Linked DNA regions of Mus musculus: all the other regions are linked to region 6. Evidence: chromatin contacts called from public Hi-C, Micro-C and promoter capture Hi-C data. All regions are on one chromosome and are shown on one strand. The core of a region is the stretch at or near the end of the contact, and the rest is flanking DNA. Distances in the headings are between cores, read along the strand shown.

Evidence for each region. Promoter capture Hi-C pulls out the DNA fragments that hold promoters and counts their contacts. A called contact is a pair of places that touch in the nucleus more often than the background predicts. Capture Hi-C pulls out chosen DNA fragments and counts their contacts.
Region 1: a Micro-C map of embryonic stem cells shows a contact between it and region 6, with 6 times the contacts expected there. A contact is called at or near these places in 1 of 39 promoter capture datasets (pre-B cells) and 1 of 484 Hi-C or Micro-C datasets (embryonic stem cells).
Region 2: a contact with region 6 is called in a Hi-C map of CD4 T cells, with 4 times the contacts expected there. A contact is called at or near these places in 4 of 39 promoter capture datasets (hippocampal neurons, liver and pre-B cells), 1 of 484 Hi-C or Micro-C datasets (CD4 T cells) and 2 of 9 other capture datasets (adipose tissue and liver).
Region 3: a contact with region 6 is called in a promoter capture Hi-C map of liver, with 4 times the contacts expected there. A contact is called at or near these places in 5 of 39 promoter capture datasets (embryonic stem cells, hippocampal neurons, liver and 1 more), 1 of 130 datasets of targeted methods (regulatory T cells) and 2 of 9 other capture datasets (adipose tissue and liver).
Region 4: a contact with region 6 is called in a promoter capture Hi-C map of liver, with 3 times the contacts expected there. A contact is called at or near these places in 6 of 39 promoter capture datasets (cranial neural crest, hippocampal neurons, liver and 2 more), 3 of 130 datasets of targeted methods (embryonic forebrain, extraembryonic endoderm stem cells and pancreatic cancer cells) and 2 of 9 other capture datasets (liver and pancreatic islet).
Region 5: a promoter capture Hi-C map of liver shows a contact between it and region 6, with 3 times the contacts expected there. A contact is called at or near these places in 5 of 39 promoter capture datasets (hippocampal neurons, liver, maxillary cranial neural crest and 2 more), 1 of 484 Hi-C or Micro-C datasets (CD8 T cells), 1 of 130 datasets of targeted methods (thymic regulatory T cells) and 1 of 9 other capture datasets (liver).

Annotation. Positions count from the first base shown.
Region 1 is chr19:10,456,180-10,458,879 of GRCm38.p6, forward strand. It overlaps Lrrc10b (leucine rich repeat containing 10B), which reads right to left and starts at 1,268. Exons shown (of 1, transcript NM_001111140.2): 1 at 1-1,268. The coding sequence starts at 1,136. The coding sequence ends at 258.
Region 2 is chr19:10,523,986-10,526,694 of GRCm38.p6, forward strand. Cpsf7 (cleavage and polyadenylation specific factor 7) reads left to right here and starts at 1,259. Exons shown (of 10, transcript NM_172302.3): 1 at 1,259-1,342; 2 at 1,967-2,075. The coding sequence starts at 2,022. Sdhaf2 (succinate dehydrogenase complex assembly factor 2) reads right to left here and starts at 1,224. Exons shown (of 4, transcript NM_025333.4): 1 at 1,074-1,224. The coding sequence starts at 1,109.
Region 3 is chr19:10,575,968-10,578,667 of GRCm38.p6, forward strand. Tmem138 (transmembrane protein 138) reads right to left here and starts at 1,419. Exons shown (of 5, transcript NM_028411.4): 1 at 1,117-1,419. It overlaps Cyb561a3 (cytochrome b561 family, member A3), which reads left to right and starts at 1,190. Exons shown (of 8, transcript NM_201351.2): 1 at 1,190-2,116.
Region 4 is chr19:10,893,909-10,896,608 of GRCm38.p6, forward strand. Prpf19 (pre-mRNA processing factor 19) reads left to right here and starts at 1,323. Exons shown (of 16, transcript NM_134129.4): 1 at 1,323-1,560. The coding sequence starts at 1,542.
Region 5 is chr19:10,202,819-10,205,522 of GRCm38.p6, forward strand. Tmem258 (transmembrane protein 258) reads left to right here and starts at 1,384. Exons shown (of 4, transcript NM_026919.1): 1 at 1,384-1,446. The coding sequence starts at 1,444. Fen1 (flap structure specific endonuclease 1) reads right to left here and starts at 1,575. Exons shown (of 3, transcript NM_007999.6): 1 at 1,277-1,575; 2 at 870-1,201.
Region 6 is chr19:11,910,967-11,913,666 of GRCm38.p6, forward strand. It overlaps Patl1 (protein associated with topoisomerase II homolog 1 (yeast)), which reads left to right and starts at 1,433. Exons shown (of 19, transcript NM_172635.3): 1 at 1,433-1,611. The coding sequence starts at 1,597. Gm31092 (a long non-coding RNA gene) reads right to left here and starts at 1,441. Exons shown (of 2, transcript XR_386559.3): 1 at 1,130-1,441.

The DNA of each region.
Region 1 (2,700 bases), core at 18-2,517, 1.5 Mb before region 6:
TTCATCTGTCGTGCCATCAGTGGCTCTATCCCAGACTTCTTGGTCTGAAAACTGCCCAGAGGTCAGCCCAGGGACTCTTTCTTACTGCCTAGTACTGTCTGAAGATGGCCTCAGGCCTGCCTGTGCCGGGCAGCTCATTCAATGATGCTCCTTCACTGCCCCAAGTAAGAGGCCCAGCAACACCGTATATCCAAACAACCACAACCTCGCAGAGTCCCTTCTTCCAGAGTAGCCAACCCATCACTCAGGGAAGAGGCTCAGGTGCCCAATCCTGGAGGAGCTTCCAAGGCTCGGAGGCTGTCCCTGGTGGGCCCCAGAGCCCTGGGTCCTGCGCCTCCTATGAGTAGGTCTTCTTCCTCCTCATCATCAAAGGCCCGGGTTGGACGCCGGGCTGGCTGCCGCGGAATGGGTTCGTCGCGCTCAGCCATGCGCTCGACGGCTCCCTCGCCCACTAGGAAAACGGTGTCTGCCACCCGCGGGGGTCCAGTGACTGGGTTGTGGTCGTAGGAGAAAACTCGGAGCGCACGAAGCGGGTGCAGGTCGGGGAAGCCGCCCAGGCGGTTGCGGTCGAGGTCTAGGATGTGCAGCCGGCCCATGCGCAACAGCGCGGGCGGGAACTCTTCGAAGCGATTGCCGTAGAGCCAGAGGCCACGCAAGCCGGTCATGCGCGGCAGCTCGGCGGGCAGCGCGCGCAGCCGGTTGTCGCCCATCTGCAGCGATTGCAGCGCCACCAGGCGCAACAACGGCCGCGGAAAGCGCCGCAGGAAGTTGCCTTCGATCCAGAGGCAGCGCAGGCTCTGCAGCTGCGCAAAGTCGGGTGGCAGCGCCAGCAGACGGTTGCCGCCCAGGTAGAGGCGCGTGAGGCGCGGTAGGCGACACAGGCCGTCGGGCAGGCGCTCCAGCTTGTTGAAGTCGAGCGCCAGGATGCGCAGCTCGCGCAGCTCCTCGATCTCCTCGGGAAGCTCGCGCAGCCCGGTGCCGCTCACATACAGCTTCTGCAAGCGGCTCAATGCGCACACGGCGCTAGGCAGCCGCCGCAACCGCCGCCCGCTCAGCTCCAGCTGCTGCTCGCCGCTGCGCAGCTGCTCCTCGGCGTCCGACGGCAGCTCGTCCGGCGTGGACTCTGCGATGCCCATGGTCACGGGCCCCGGCCCGGGACGCCGCTGCCACCACCCGGCATCGCCACGCCCTGGCCGCCCCGACGGGGCCCGGGCCGCTCCGGCCTCGGGGGCCCCCCGCCCCGGCCTGCCTGTGTGCCGGGAGGGGGGCCGTGCCGAGCCGAGAGGAGGCGCCCGCCTGGGCCCCGCCGCCCCGCACCGCGTTCGGCCACCCGCCCTTCGGCCTCCCCCGCTGCCTCCGCCGGAGGCCGACTGGCTGGAGTTCGAGCTGACTTGCAGCTTAGCGACCCGTCGCCCTGGCAACCCCCGACGCGCGTGCGGCTGCCAATAGGCAAAGGGAGGGCGGGGTGGGGCGGGGCCAAGGAGGACCGTGAGAAGGGTCCTGAAGCTGAAGCTGGTCCCTGGATAGCTAGCCTATCCGTGAGCCAGCCTGAGCCCAGGCGGCGGCTGAGCGCAAACCCGGCACAGGGCTAGTTAGCGCTGAGCCCCGACGTCCGACGCTGTCTAAACTTGCCGCAGCAGGCCATTTGGTTGGTGTAGCTGTGTGTGCTTCAGGGAAAATGGGTCCAGAAGGAAGAAACCTGGGACTGAAAAAAGGGAGGAGGGATACTGGAGTAGTACCTGAAGGCGAAGTCACTTACTTTACCCCTCCACCCCCGACGTCCAGCGGCGTGCGGCCAGTCTCCCAGTTGGGGTCACTTCAGGATAGTAACTCGGAACAATGTTATGTTCTGGTCTTTTTTAGATCTGAGGATTTGTGGGACTATGCTTGGCTCCGCCCTCCCCGGATTCCGCCCATTGCTGGTGCTCTAGCACCCGCTCATACCCAAGCCCCTCCGAGAACACCCAAGGTCTATGTGTGGCCATGGTGGGCAGAGGACTGGGACAAGCGCCTACCTTTGAGTGGCACCGACAACAATCATCTTGGTTCTATGACTCGGCTGCTCTCACTAGCCTCCTCCCTTTTCTCTCTGCCAGAGCTCCACGTGTCTGTCACTTTGCCAAAAGCTACTTCCCATACTTTAAAAAAGAGGCATTGAGCAAGGCTCAAAGACATTAAGCTTTGGTTGACCAGAAAAGCTGGCGTTTGAAGCCAGGCAGTGTGACTCAAGAACCCAACTCCTAAGCATACACCTTCCCAGTAAAAGAAAACACAGCATTCCACCCACCCCTCCAGCGAGTTTTTCCTCAACAGAGTCTCTGACTCACAATGCAAAAACTAAGAAAGGAATTATTAATCCCACAGAAATGAGGAGGAAAGCGGCCTCCTGAGATTAGAAAAACCTGCTTGAGGGTTATACAAGGGACAAGAGGTTGTACCGTGAGCGCTCAGTCAACAGACCACTTTCTCCTCCCTGCCCCACTCCCACCTTCTCTAGGACCTAGCTGTCAGAACTTAGTGTCCTCCAATCCATCCATACTGCCATGGAAGTTTGAAATTAGGACAGTGGAAGGAGGACACATTGGTTTACCTCTATAATCCCAGCTGATCAGCCAGCCTGGAGAAACAACACAGCAAAAGCCCAGGGGTGTGGCTCCTGCCTGTAATTCCAGATCTTTCCCGGCAGAAACAAGAGGATTT
Region 2 (2,709 bases), core at 9-2,508, 1.4 Mb before region 6:
GAGTTTTAGTACCTAAAAAACAGGGTAGCAAGGAAGGAGGAGGGAACACTGAACAACTTAAAAGAGTGTTAACAAAACTACAGCATTGCAGAAACACCGACACACTTAAAACACCCTCCTCTGGCCTTCATGGGCACCTACACACATAGTATGCATAAACTCACAAAGGCAGATAAACACATGTACATACTTTTTTAGTCTAAAAAAAAGAATAAGAAAAGAAAATGCGATTGCCTAGCAGGCAAGGCTCTGGGTTTGGTGCTTAGCACAAACAACAAAATTGTCATATGTGATATAAAGAATATTACATAGTATTAAGGAGTTAGCAGTAAAGTATAATAATCATAAATATATGTGGATCTAATAGAGCACTCAAATATATGGAAGAGACACTTGACAGAACTGGTGGGGGAACACAACAGATTTTAATGCCACATTTTAATAAGGAATAGAATATATAGATGTCGGAATCAATACTAGACAACCAGAACAATACTAATTTAAGAATATTTAACTGAGATATACAGGCATTCCACACAAGAGATCATACATTCCTCTCAAATGTACAGATAATTATGCCCAGGAGATCACAAGTTGTCAAAAAACATGTCTTGATAAGTTTAAGATAAACCATACCAACTAGCTTTCAACACTACTGGAATAAAAACGGAAAATTCTCAAACATTTAAAACCAAGATGAGACAGGAGAATTACGAATTTGAGGCCAGCCTGAGTAACAAATTAAAACCGGCTTTTAAAAGGGAGACGGGGGAAGAAGCTCAAGAAAAGCTAGGAGGCTTTCGGGGGAGGTTCGGTAACTGTTCCTGGTATGCGTTGAGTCTCACACGGTGACTGGCCACCTAACCACATATTACCCAGTATTCTCACTCGAGCACACCGTGGGCTCAGGAAAGAATGGAAAATTCCCTGCATGATCGGCTCCAGCCTGCGCCTCGCCTTGAGGGGACCATTCCCTGGTCTGTGGGGTAGGTGAACTCTCCCTACAGTCTCCACGGCACAGAGGAGGACGAAACAGTCTTAGCTGCAGCCCGCCCCGAACCCGGCTCTCTCACCCGCGCCAGCGTCGGGATCAAGGTGACCACCGCCATCTCTCTCTTATAGCACAGTAAGCTGGCAACCGGGCCACTTCCGGGAATTCCGGGCGGTCGATCTGAGGACTTCAGCGGAGGTGGACCCCAAGCCGGAAGGCGCAACCGAGCGTATGGCGGAAGTAGCGGTGCGTGTGACGCCGCCGGTGGGGGGGGGGCGGGACCTGGGGCGGAGAGCGGTTCGCGCGCTTCGGGCCTAGTCGGGACTCTCCGCGGCCGCCGCCATATTCCCGGTAACGGGGGCGCGCGGCCCGGGGCCGGCGGGGCCGGAAGGAGGGCGGGGGCCGGCGCCGCGGAAGGGAGGGGGTCGGTTGGGGTGGCGGCGGCGGAAGACAGCGGGTGGAGGGAAGCGCGGGCCTCTGAGGGAGGGGCTGAGGTCCTGGAGCTGTGGGAGGGAGCAGGGCAGGCCTAGCCTAGGGCGAGGACAGGGCCCCGTTGGTGTGGAGGCGGCGGGAGCTTCCGGGCCCGCGGGGGCTCCGGCTTGGGACGCCCCCTGGGCCTAGCAGGTGCGACGGGCTGAGCTTGCGGCGTTCGCCGCGGTGGTTCACAGCGCGGCCTGAGGGCCCTCTCAGGAGTCGAGGCCCGGACTTGGCGGTGGCGCCATAGGCAACTACGGGCGCCGACTCGGAGCACCTCGGGTCGGGCCCGCGGGTGATGGGCAGCGAGCTCCGCGAGCCCGAGCGGCCTGGGAGAGCTGGGGGCGGCGCGAGGCTGGGGGCGGGGCAGAGCGGGTGGGGCCAGGCTCCCGGCCGCCGGGATGCTGCGTCTTGGGAGACTAGAGCTTGTTGACCCTTGCCCTCCTCCCAGCCTGGGACCCTTGTGCCTTAAAATTTTTTACCCTTTTCTGAATACCGTAGTGGCATCTTTCTTACTTTGTCGGTTCTCCGGGCTCGAGAGCGTATTTCCGGAGCCATGTCAGAAGGAGTGGATTTGATTGATATATACGCTGATGAAGAGTTCAATCAGGTGAGAGGAATTAGCAGCAGTTTTGGGGTTTCTTCCATCAATCTACTGGCAGTGGTTTCTCTCTCAGCTCAAAATAATTCCCTGTAATATCGAAGCGTTTCCCCCTAGCGGTGGCTTTGAAGACGACTGACCATTCCTCTTTAGGTTAATTTGAACCTCCAGGCTTCAATTTTAAAGGGCTTGCTTTAAGAGCAAATAAAAACCCAAGTGTAATAGTATGGTGAATCAGCCTGTGGAATTCTTTCCCCAAGTCATTTCAAAGTTGAATGACTAACCATAATTAAAAATGAAAATTACATTTGTTGTAGTACTGCGGAGATAATTTCGATGCTTGTTACTTTGCTGTTCTCTCAACTTGTGGCTCGAGCATGTTGGTCCCTCCCCCTGCTTGGTCCCCTCCCAATGGTGTACCATGAAATTACTTTAAAAGCCACAGTATACCAACTGCTTTAAAGGTGGAATTCCAGTGCCACTCCAAGTGTTTCAGTCTTTTTAAATAGCTTGACTGTCCTTTTTGAGAAGTCTCTGGGCATCCATTCGTATGGATGGAAGGAAGAAAGGTAAAAACCATTGAATAAACTAGTTTAAAGGCAAGTCAAGGACTCAGTCATCCTAGTTTGAATGTGTGTTTTAA
Region 3 (2,700 bases), core at 169-2,668, 1.3 Mb before region 6:
CTCAGGGTAAACCCTGAGAGCCTGTTCTACAGGAATTTACCCACACCTGACAAATACACAACTCTAACCAAGAATATTTAGGGTTACTACAGAGCAGTGACAGCCTGGTCACATAATAGTAGTAATGGTAGTAAATAAAACCCTTATATATTTCATGCAACACTCTAGGAACTGTTTCAATCACAGATGTTATTAAAATCTTATAATAACCTCATAAGGTAGAAAATCAATTCTTATTTCCCTCAATTCCTAGATGAGAAAACTGAGGCTCAGCAAAGGTAACTAATTAGACCAAGATTCCACAGCTGGTAGGTGGCAGAGTGGTATTCTAAGAGGCACTATACAACCAGCCTATTTCATAATTTATAGAGTGCTATCTAAGTAGGTGAGAAATATGTCCTCATAGAAATGGACAGTGTCACATACAGAAGGAGTTGAGAAGACAAAGTACTCTCCTAGAGGAACTTTATAAAGGTTATGACAGAAACACTGAGGCAGCAAGTGAGGGGAGCATATTTATAACTTTACTTGATCCCTGGACTTGAAAAGCAGCCATTTTAGTGCATATAACCCTCATTTTGCAAAGGTTCTGAGGGGTCCGGAACCCGTCCACCTTCCGCGGTGGAAAAGCCCCGTGGTTTTCTTTTCTTTTCTTTCTCTCTCTCTCTCTCTCTCTCTCTCTCTCTCTCTCTTTAAATATATGAATGTAACTTCTCTGGGCTTGAGTTTTCACACAATATCTCTCTAGGTACCAGCGCCATGATAATCTTGTTAACCAAGAGAATTTACTTTAATCCTCATAACAATCTGCAAGGTAGGAAAGAATTATCCCCTGGCTATAGGCAAGGACGCATAAATAGAGTCATTTCCTCCAGCTCGCAAATGAGTAGAGTCAAACGCACCACTTGGTAAGGCTCTACCAAGGGCATCCGTTAGGCAGAAACGCCCCTCGCTCTGGCTACGCGGTCGAGCACCCTCCAGTTTAACACGGTTTTCCTCACCAGTCCCAATCCGCTCACAGACCGAAAGGCCTCGGCAAAAGACTCATAGCAAAAGCAATAGCAACACAAAATTCTGACTTCCAGCCACTCTATGATCCCCAGCATCTACACGCACCTCAAGGAACCGACGTCGGTTGTCATGGGAACACTCGCTCGGCTTCCGGAAGCTGGCTTTAAATTCCGGAAGTAGATTGCTAATTGCCCGCCATGTTAGGGTCTTTGCTTTCTCAGGCTCTCCCTGTGACCGGTTCTTCTATCTTGCCTCGCTGAGGGCCGACCCTAGCGTGAGGTTGTTAACCCCAGCATTTCACCTGTCTCTGGACGGGGTCTGTGGTTAGAGACAAGGCTGATAGGACGCAGCGCTCCTAGGAATCGGACCGCTCAGGAACGCGCCCCTTAGCTTGCAAACCCCATTTCCCAGACGCCCCAGCTCACCCCCGGAAGTGGCCGAGCCTATAAAAATCTCACTTAGCGCCCTCTGTAGCGGATGCCGTGGTCTGCAGACTTGCTGGAAAGTCAGTTCTCCGAGGTTCAAGAGGAGCCTAGGGAGTGGCAGCTCTCGCTGACCGGCGGGTCCCAGAGACCTGCCCCCAAGGTGTCCCACTGTGTGGCTAAGGGTGGGATAGAACCCGGGCTGGGAGAGCCGGGTTATGGGTTCCAGTGGTGGTTCCGCCGCTTCCTTGCTTCGCTCTGTCTTACCTCGGCGTTCAGCCTATTTTTCCTCGTAAGAATTGGACACTTTTCCGTGCCCCTTCCATACCGCAGGTGGTGTTCGTAGAGGCTCTCACGCTTTTCAAAAGGCGTCTCATCTAAGACTTGCTAGAACCAACCTGACTAAAGGAGTCACCGTCATACCCCCCTTGCACCTGGAGTAAATCTGACTGTCCGAAGGACGAAGGACCGGTCTGTGAGCACTTGTGCTAAGGTGGACTTTATTCACACTCCTGAGTGGAATATTATTTGTCACTCACTCCTGAGTCCTGCCGTTTGGAGGGGCTGCCTTTGGAAATGAGTTCTGGGAACTGAACACAGGAACTGGGTGCCTGTACCAGGCTTGCCATTTGCCTGACCGAGTTACTCTTCTTTGGATCCCGGCGCTGCAGTACTTTTGAATTGTAAGATGCAGGTTTATAGGATTTGCACTCTAAATCTGGTCCCCAGAATTCTTAGTGTCCCTCCGTCTTTGAGGAGGAAACAACTAACTCTGCCCTTTGGTCTTTTTGTTTGTAGCTCTAACTTCTAAAAGTAACTGTGTTTGGAGTACAGCCTTTTCCTGAGAGTAATGGAAGGTTCACTTCTTAACCCAGGGACTGATTCTGTTTTAGCTCAGCCTATGAGAATCCTTTAGCCAGTGAATTGAGGAAAACATTAAATAGAGGTTCGGTACACTTCTTAAATCAAGGTAGATAAACTACACCCCATACATCTAACCCTGAGTGGCTTTTACATATTTAAACTATTGGGGCAGAGGGATCATATTGTGTGAAATGTGAAAATCATGTAAAACTTAGACATCAGTGTCTGTGGTGTTAACGAGGCACAGCCATGCTCATTTGTTGAGATACCCTTCCTGGCTACTCTTATATTACACCAGCCAAGAATGAATATAGTTGTGACAGAGGCTTCAAGCCCAAACAGCCTAAAGAGTCTGTGGACTCCCTCCTTGAGCATGGGGCTCAGCCAAGCAAGGACAGGAGAC
Region 4 (2,700 bases), core at 73-2,572, 1.0 Mb before region 6:
TACTCTCAATGTGCCACCAGGCCTAGCCTATTTATTTATTTTACTGTGTGTGCTTGTGTGTGTGTGTGTGTGGGGGGGGTGTCTTGGGGACTGAACTCGGGTATCAGGCTTGGTAGCCGATCTGGTCCGGTCTTTAGTAGAGAAAACAAAAGAAGTTGGCAGGAGGCAGGGAACTGTTATTATAACAAAACACCTGAGGTAGGCTACTTTAAAGAAAAGAGGGTTCTCCTTGCTCAAATTTCTAGAAGCACAAGGTTCAAAGAGAATGACGTGGGCAATGTCTAGGGCCTCTTCCTTGCTGGTGTCACATTGCCATGGAAGTCAACTGGTTCATTTGTGCCTGTTCACTCTTTCTTTCCCTATATGAACTCCACCAGGATTCTTGTAATGTCTTATTCTAAAGATCCCACCTCTACATTCCACAGTTAAGCTAGATAGTAATGACACACACCTTTGATTTCAGCACTCAAAAGGCAGAGACAGGAAGATCTTTGAGTTTGAGGCCAGCCTTATCTGCAGACTGAGTTCCAGGACAGCCAGGGCTACACACACACACACACACACACACACACACACACACACACAAACCCAGTCTCAAAAAAACAAAAACAAAACCACAGAAAAACACCATAGTCGTGCTAACTTTCCACTCTTACTGTTTGGTTGCTTATTGAGACATGTTCTCTCTACACAGCTCTGACTGCCCTGGATTGGAGCTCACTATATAACCAGGTTGGACTTGTACTCCGAGATCTGCCTGCCTCTGAAGCCCAGTGCCTGTGTTTAAAGACTTCTGCAAACACACCCATCAAATTTCCATTCTTTTAAACGTACACATAAGACGCTGGGAACTAAATTCCCTTGAGTTTACAAAACAGACTATATTTAAAACGTAGCAGGCAACGAAGTCATTGGCTTGCCCATATTTCCAGAGCAAGAATTTAGGCAGTGTTAGTTTCTTTACTCATTTGTGCTTTATTTACAGGGTCACATTGTTTCTCAAAAGCCGGCCAAGGAACACAGGTCTCCGAATCATGCCTACAGACTCTCTAAGGCAGACTCTAGGAATCTGCACTTTTACAAGCTCCTGAAAAATCTGTCTTGCACACGACCATTTCAAAGACTAGTGTTCCCTAGGTGACAGCAGCTCCATCTAAAAAAAAAAAAAAAAAAAAGAGCCTTGGCGGTCCCCGCAGCCTCATGGGAAATGTAGTTTCTTCTCTCCTTCCCGCCTCAGGCCTCTTGGAGCGCTCGCCGGAAGAAGCCGAGCCAATGCGGAAACAGCCGAGTGTTTCGAGGCGGGCCTTTTCCTGCTCGGTTGCATGCTGGGAAAGGGCAGTTTCCGTTAGCTGCAGAAGGCTGAGGCGCGCCACCGGCCACCTCCCCACGTGAAGCAGTTGTGCGAGCATCGCCACGCTGGGCAGCTGTCTACCCGCGTCCGAGCGCTCCGGAAGCGGCGGGGGACCGGAAGTGGCCCGCGGAGGCTGCAGAGAACCGGGAACCCTCTGTGAGGCGACTGGCAGCAGCGCTACGACGGCGCCATGTCCCTGATCTGCTCGAGTGAGTGCTGGCTGCGGCGGGAGGCGGGAGCGTGTGTGGCCCCTGTGGCTCGGGCCCTGGAGCTCCCGGCCCTGCGTGCAGGGTGCATTTGCGCAGGGCTGCGCAATTCACGTAGCTGGGAAGAATGACTGTCTCAGGGGTCTTTTGAAACCGGCGTCGTTTTACAGAGCTGAGACAGGCCTGAGCAGAAGTGGGGGGGAGGAGCTGGTGCAGTGAAAAACAGCTCTTGGTGTCAAAAAACCCGAGGACATGCCCAGGATCCGCCTCCAATTGTGATCTGGGCTCTAGCGGGTTTGGGCCTCAGTTTCCCCATCTGCAAAATTGAAAGCATTGCAGTGGGCATTGCTTGGGAAACCTCGCTTAGGAATCGGACTTTCCGATTTGCAGAGATCACGCAGTGACTTCGAGACAGGGCTGGAAGCCAGGTGTCTGGCTTCTAGCCTCGCGCAGTATGACTAATGAAAACAGCGAATGTTTAGAAAACCTGTATTGATTTACGATGCATTTCCAAACGGTGATCTCATTTTATGCTTACAAGAATTGTCTGAAGGGAAATAAAGATCCGTGAGTTACAGAGGGTGTCGGAAGTCTTGAAGAATGGGTTTACCTAGGGGTGTGCGAGGAAGCTAAGCAGTGGAGCTTGGCTCTTTGAGCCTGGATCCATGGTTTTCCCGTGCACTATGCTGTCCTGTCTTGGGGTGTTGTATTACGGCATTGCGGGTGTTCTCCCATATTGTTTACCACGTTACTAGATTCCTCGCCTTCTCTATTTCCCTCTCAGAACGTTGCCATTAGTTCAAAGAAGGAAAAGGAGGAGGGAAATGACAAGCAGAAAAGGAAATCTCATACTAGAGAAATTGCAGTTTGCAAAGTATTTACAAACGATTTGTTTTCTTTCCATCTTTGAGACCACACTCTTACGTGCCCAGGGCTATCCTTCCTCTGGTAGAAGAGGGAAAGCTCCCAGAAAGCTTTAGTCGTCGAGTAGTGTGATAAACCAACAGAATAGGACAGGAAGGCCGTGTACAAGATACGGGTTTTAAATATGGCACAAATCCATACTTAATAACACATGCATGGGAGTCCTGCAAAAATAGGTGATTCTAAGAGAAGCCACGGAGAAGAATAGGAGCTTGAACC
Region 5 (2,704 bases), core at 134-2,633, 1.7 Mb before region 6:
TTCTTCCTGCCCTCCTTCCTTACTTCTTCCTGGTTCGTATTACTGTGGTTCCTCTAAGAATACAAGCAGCAAAAACTCAGTCTTAAGGCTAAAGACTGTAGCTCTCCCTGGTACAGTGGCTTGCCTAGCATGCATGGAGTCCCATGTTGAATCCTCAGACCAGAAATCAAATAAAAAACTCATCCTTGAATCTGGTATTCTGTGTGTGGGTATAACAATGGGGACTGAGCTAGAGCCCTCACTCCTGCTAGCAAGTGCTCTACATCTTCAAGATTGTGTAACACAAGTCACTTCTGAGTTGTTAAATAAGAATGAATAACCATTTCTGCCTTGCAGAACCGGTCAACCAAAAACCCAGATGGAATACACACATCACCAGATGCCGTGCCATGTTCCCTAGTCAACCATATGGTTCACACCTCACTTACTACGTTGCTAGAATGAATACAGGCTATTACCACCCATCATGTCACACAGAGGGAAACCTGTTCTGTCCTGATAGTCTCAGTCCCGCCTCCACAGGACCTTCCAGATAGCAAAGCCTTAAATGAAATGGCTGCAGGCAGGATAAAAACACACCTAGTTCCCCTGCTCCCCACTCCCCAGAGGCCTACTGATTAATCACCGTATTAACTGGGCCCCACTGTTCTACGGAGTCTTCCAGACTTCCCTTCACCAGAAATGTCCTTGGGGCTTTTCCAACACCTGCCTCAGTCAGAAATACAAGAAAGCACTGTCTCTGGATGTCAGCAGAACATGAACCCATTTCCTTATTAAAGGCACAGAACTTCCCCGCTCCATACTCCTCACAAGGGCCCTAGGATGAACACGCTCTGGTCTCTGAGTCCTCACTGGAAGGAGGGTACTACCTTCTTCCTACCGGCGAAGAGGAATGTTCGGAGCAGAGCGAATGGCCCAAGCCCGGGCTGCCCGGTGCTGTTCCCGCGGCTCTGCCGCTTTCAGAGACGCTTCCGCGAGACCTCACCCCGTCTCGAGTGCACGAGCCTTAAGCAGCTAGCAGTGGTTTGGAGTCCACAGCGTTCTCTGGACAGTCCCGAGCCCGTTCTTTCAGTATCGTTCCCAGCTTCGCCGCCTTCCAAAGCCCGCGCTCTCGTCACGTGATCTGCCAGGCGCGAACAGCCTCCTGGGAAATGTAGTGTATGCCCCACCAGGTCCGATAGCAGCTTTCATAGTGGGCGTTCTTTCTGGGGAAAAAATGAATTAAAACCTAAACTTCACACCACCCTTTCCCACAGTCCGACTCCATGCTACTCACAGCAGGTCCGCATAGTCCTAGTTCCCGTTACTCCTGAGAACATGGGACTACAAGTCCCACAATGCCACGCGCAAGGGACCACATCCTTTTCCTGTTGCTCAGTGCGCTTGCTCCTGCCGACGTGTTCTTCCGGTGGCGGATCGGTGGTTTATCCTGTGCGGGGCAAAATGGTGAGATGATGGGAGTTAACGGACAGTGCTGTGGCCAGGACCTAGGGCTCTTGTGTGCCCGGTCCTCACCGCGTTCTTCCGCGGAGGCCTCAGTATGGAGTGCCCGGTGGGTGGGACGCCGCTGAAACTCTAGTTTGAGTTAGGGACGGGAAAGCAAGCCCCTTACCGTGTATTCCTCAGGCTGAGGTTTCCATCACAATGTGCTTATGATGTTGTTGACTATAATTCTGAAGGTCACAGGGTGCACTTTGAAAACCTTCGCGTTTTTATTTTTCTTTCTTATGATCAGTTATCTCTATCTGGAAGGATTCCCTTGCTGAAATCTTACTTATCCCGCAAGGCCCTTGTATAAATACCATTTCCTGGTAAAACACTTGTAACTCTCATAGGTACTTGTCTTGTCTTCTGGGAGCTCTCAGTCTGTACACACCTCTTGCCACGTTTCCTGGACTTCTTTTTTTTAATCTGCCACGCCTCCTAGTGACCACCATCTGACGTGCATCTAGTTCTGGGATGATGTCTATTCGTCTTTGTATTCCTGTTGCCCAACACTGGGCCTGCATTTGGAGGTTCCATAAATGGCAGCGATTGTCCTTGGCTCTTTTAGGGGGGAAGGGGGACATAATTGTTTACTGAATTGAATTCCTGTGTCTCCTAGAACAATGGGCTCAGTCTACTTCTCTGGAGTTGTTATGTTCTGGACTTTAGAAACATTGGCAAGAAAGTGACAATGGAAGTTAACATTTGTACAGAACTTTACGTTTATAGCCCTTTCACAGGGATTATCTCATCGTCTTCTCTGCAACTTTAGGAAGGAAACAAATACCTATTGAGCAGTTACTCTGTGCCGGGCAGTAAACTAGATGTGTCAACATTCATCTTTCTCCAATCATGCATCAGCCCTGTGACACAAACAGTGTTATAACTACTTAACTCAGACTGAGGATTCAGTAGGGCCAGAATTATCCCAATTGTCTTCTGCCAGGAGATCCCCGTGGCTCCCCCCTAAGGCAATGAAAAGCAGTACTCCTACATTAGAATTTGAGCTGTCTGTACTAGTGTAGGCTCCGGCTTCCTGTACAAATTAACGGCTTAGAGTCTGGACACAGATCCAAAAGCAGTGGGAATTGTGGGCAAGCGTTTTTCTTTAGGTGTCTTCCCCCAGACAGATCCATGACTTACATAGTGATCATTAGCTAGAAACCCCTAAGAGCCATTATCCTCTGACTCTTAGCTGCTCTTATCTCACTGAAAGTGG
Region 6 (2,700 bases), core at 183-2,682:
GCAGGCTTAAAAAAAGAAGTTATGTCCAGAGTTTGCTAGCTCTTGGTCTACATAGCCTCTCAGTACTTGGGTAATTGTGAAAACCTGTTACCTCACAAATGAAAGTTTGTTTCATAACTCTTGAAAATTACTTATTAGCTTACCTTGCCTTCTCTTCAAGAGTCAATTCTATTTGCTCTTAAGTGATCAGATTTGGGGATTCAGATATCTTAGCTGCCAACTTTGCAACAGTTTCCGGTGGGCAGCTTAAGGCTATCTACTTCTCTCTAACCTCCAGGTTCCTTATCTAGAGAGCAGAGAATGTAACTATTCGATTACTACTTAGTGAGGTAGATATAATTTTACCCATTTTACGAAAGAAAACCTGAAGGGTCAGATGTTTAGAAAGACATGCCCAGTTTCACGCAGCAGTGAAAAAACACGTTTCCCAATCCAGAACTTCTATTTTCAAATCCAATGCTTATAGTAAACTAGTTGATTAATCCAGTCACGCTAACAGTAACGTGTTAAGGAATTAAAGTTCACCATTCATTCCCAGGTGAGACAACCGCCTGAGTGACACTCGTGAGGCAGAGGCAGGCGGATCTCTGCGAGGACAGCCTAGTCTACAGAGTGAATAACAAGACAGCCAAGGCTACACAGAGAAACCCTGGCTCAAAAATAAAATAAAAAATAAGACACCCTCTCAAACGGTCTCGCTACAGGCAATAAAGCACCAAAGCAGCAGACTTCTAGAACCAGGGTGCTGAGGCGGAAGCTGAACAAACTCCGCTGGGCTTCATCCTCAGCGGAAATGGCTGTCCACAGCGCCCAAGCTCACCGACCTTGCTGCGGTGACCCCAGCCCCAAGGCTGCGCGGCCCGTTAGGGCTCTCCCGCTTTCCAACGGGGTGAAGGGCCTGGCATCTAAAAATATCACCTTAGATAATCCTTGTTAAATGTGCCTTCGTCTTTTTCCTAAAACCAAACGCTGTCAACACTTTGGCCTCTATCAATCACAGCCTTGGCCTCCCGACTGATTCAGCCAGCGACCTGTCCCTTTCCAAGAATACTGACTTGCCATACTAGTCCCCCCTCACAGACCAAGTCAAGGCACCCCGAGGAGGACACTGGACGTTAAATGAAATCACCCAAGAATAAATCCCCGATGTTCTCTGCTGAGACGCTTCGGGGGTCGCATCCTGTGACATTCACAAGGCTTTTCTCCGCCCAATCAGTGACGGGAACCTCGTGACTCAAAAGCACTGCGCAACTGTGCAGTTAGGAAAACGGAGGAGGAGCCGCAAGCCGGGGCTCTCTGGGTCATCCCTCTCCGACGGCCCGCGCGTGCGCAGTGTCTCGCCTAGGGATCTCTTTCCCGCCGCTCACACTAGGAAGCCAAACGCCAAATCTGTCCCCGCGCAGCTGCCGCCGCCGGGGCGCCCGCCCAGCCCGAGGCGCGCCTGCGCACGTCCCCACGCACGCTCCGGCGTACGGCGGCGGCCAGGGGTCGCGAGCCGGTGGGAGACCCGCGCGCGCGGAGCAGCCCGGGGAGTCGGCGCTTCTTTTCCCTCCCTCCCCCCACTCCCCTCCCCGCTCCCTTCCCCCCTCCCCAAGAATGTTCCGCTACGAGGTGAGTGGCTGCGACCGGAAGTGACCCCTCCCTCGCCCGCGCGCCCCTTTTTTTTTCCTCTGCTCGCCCGTCGCGCGGGTCTTGTGCGGCTGAGGAGGGGGCAGGGCGCGGGCGGCTGGGAACCCCGCTTCGGCCGCGAGGCTCGGGTGCGGCCCGCAGCGCACCGCGGAGGGGCGGGACTGGCGAGAGCCGGCCGCTGGTTTGCGGCGGGGAGAGCCCGTTAAGTGCGGTAACCTGACCCTTGGCTTGCGCCTCTGCTCGCGGAGCTGCCTTGGAGACCTGCATGGCTCCTACCCGGTGGTTTTTCCTGAGGCAGAATCCCCGGGGAATGCCCACGGAAGCGTTTCCCGCCCTGCCCCCGGAACCCCTTCACCCGGATTACACACAGCCCTGTGCACGCGGGCTGCCGTCAGGTGGAGGGGCAGGGACTGGTCCTCGGGCTGAGACTTCAGTCGGCTTGGAAAGAAGGCTGGGAGTGGGGAGGGGGGCGTGTCCCGCAGAAGTTCCTTCTAGGAGAAGGGAGAAAAAGTGTGGGTTTGGCGACGTTGTTTGGAGAACGGAGCTGTTTGCTGACCGTCTCTTACTGCTGTGTGACCTTGAGCAACTCCTACTCTTGGGGCCAAACAGACTCCGGATTTGTAGTTTAAGGACTGAGCTAGGGAAATCCTTACCGAGTCATCCTGATTTGGTCCAGTAGATGATTGCCATTTCATAGAGAGTTGCTAGAAGTTGCTTCTGGTGTGGAGGCAGTTGCAGGGCTGGCTCTTTAGGGGGAGGAAGATTGGGTAGAAACGGCCCCTAAAAGTTCCCAGGTAAGTTATATCACAAGCTGTTCCCCTAGAGTGTGGAATTCCAATTTGGAATCTTTAAACATTGGAAACAGTAGAAAGCTTGAGCTTACACTTGTGACTCAACTCACTTTTTGTAAACATGAGGAGAGATGATGAGATACTGTGAATAGAAGTTGCCAGAAGCAAAGAAAACTTAGTAAACTGAATAAATCTGTATTGGGATAAGTGATTGAAATTAGGATATACCAAGCTTGTCTAGTGATTTTTACTCCCTGGAGACTGCGGCAAGAGAATCAGG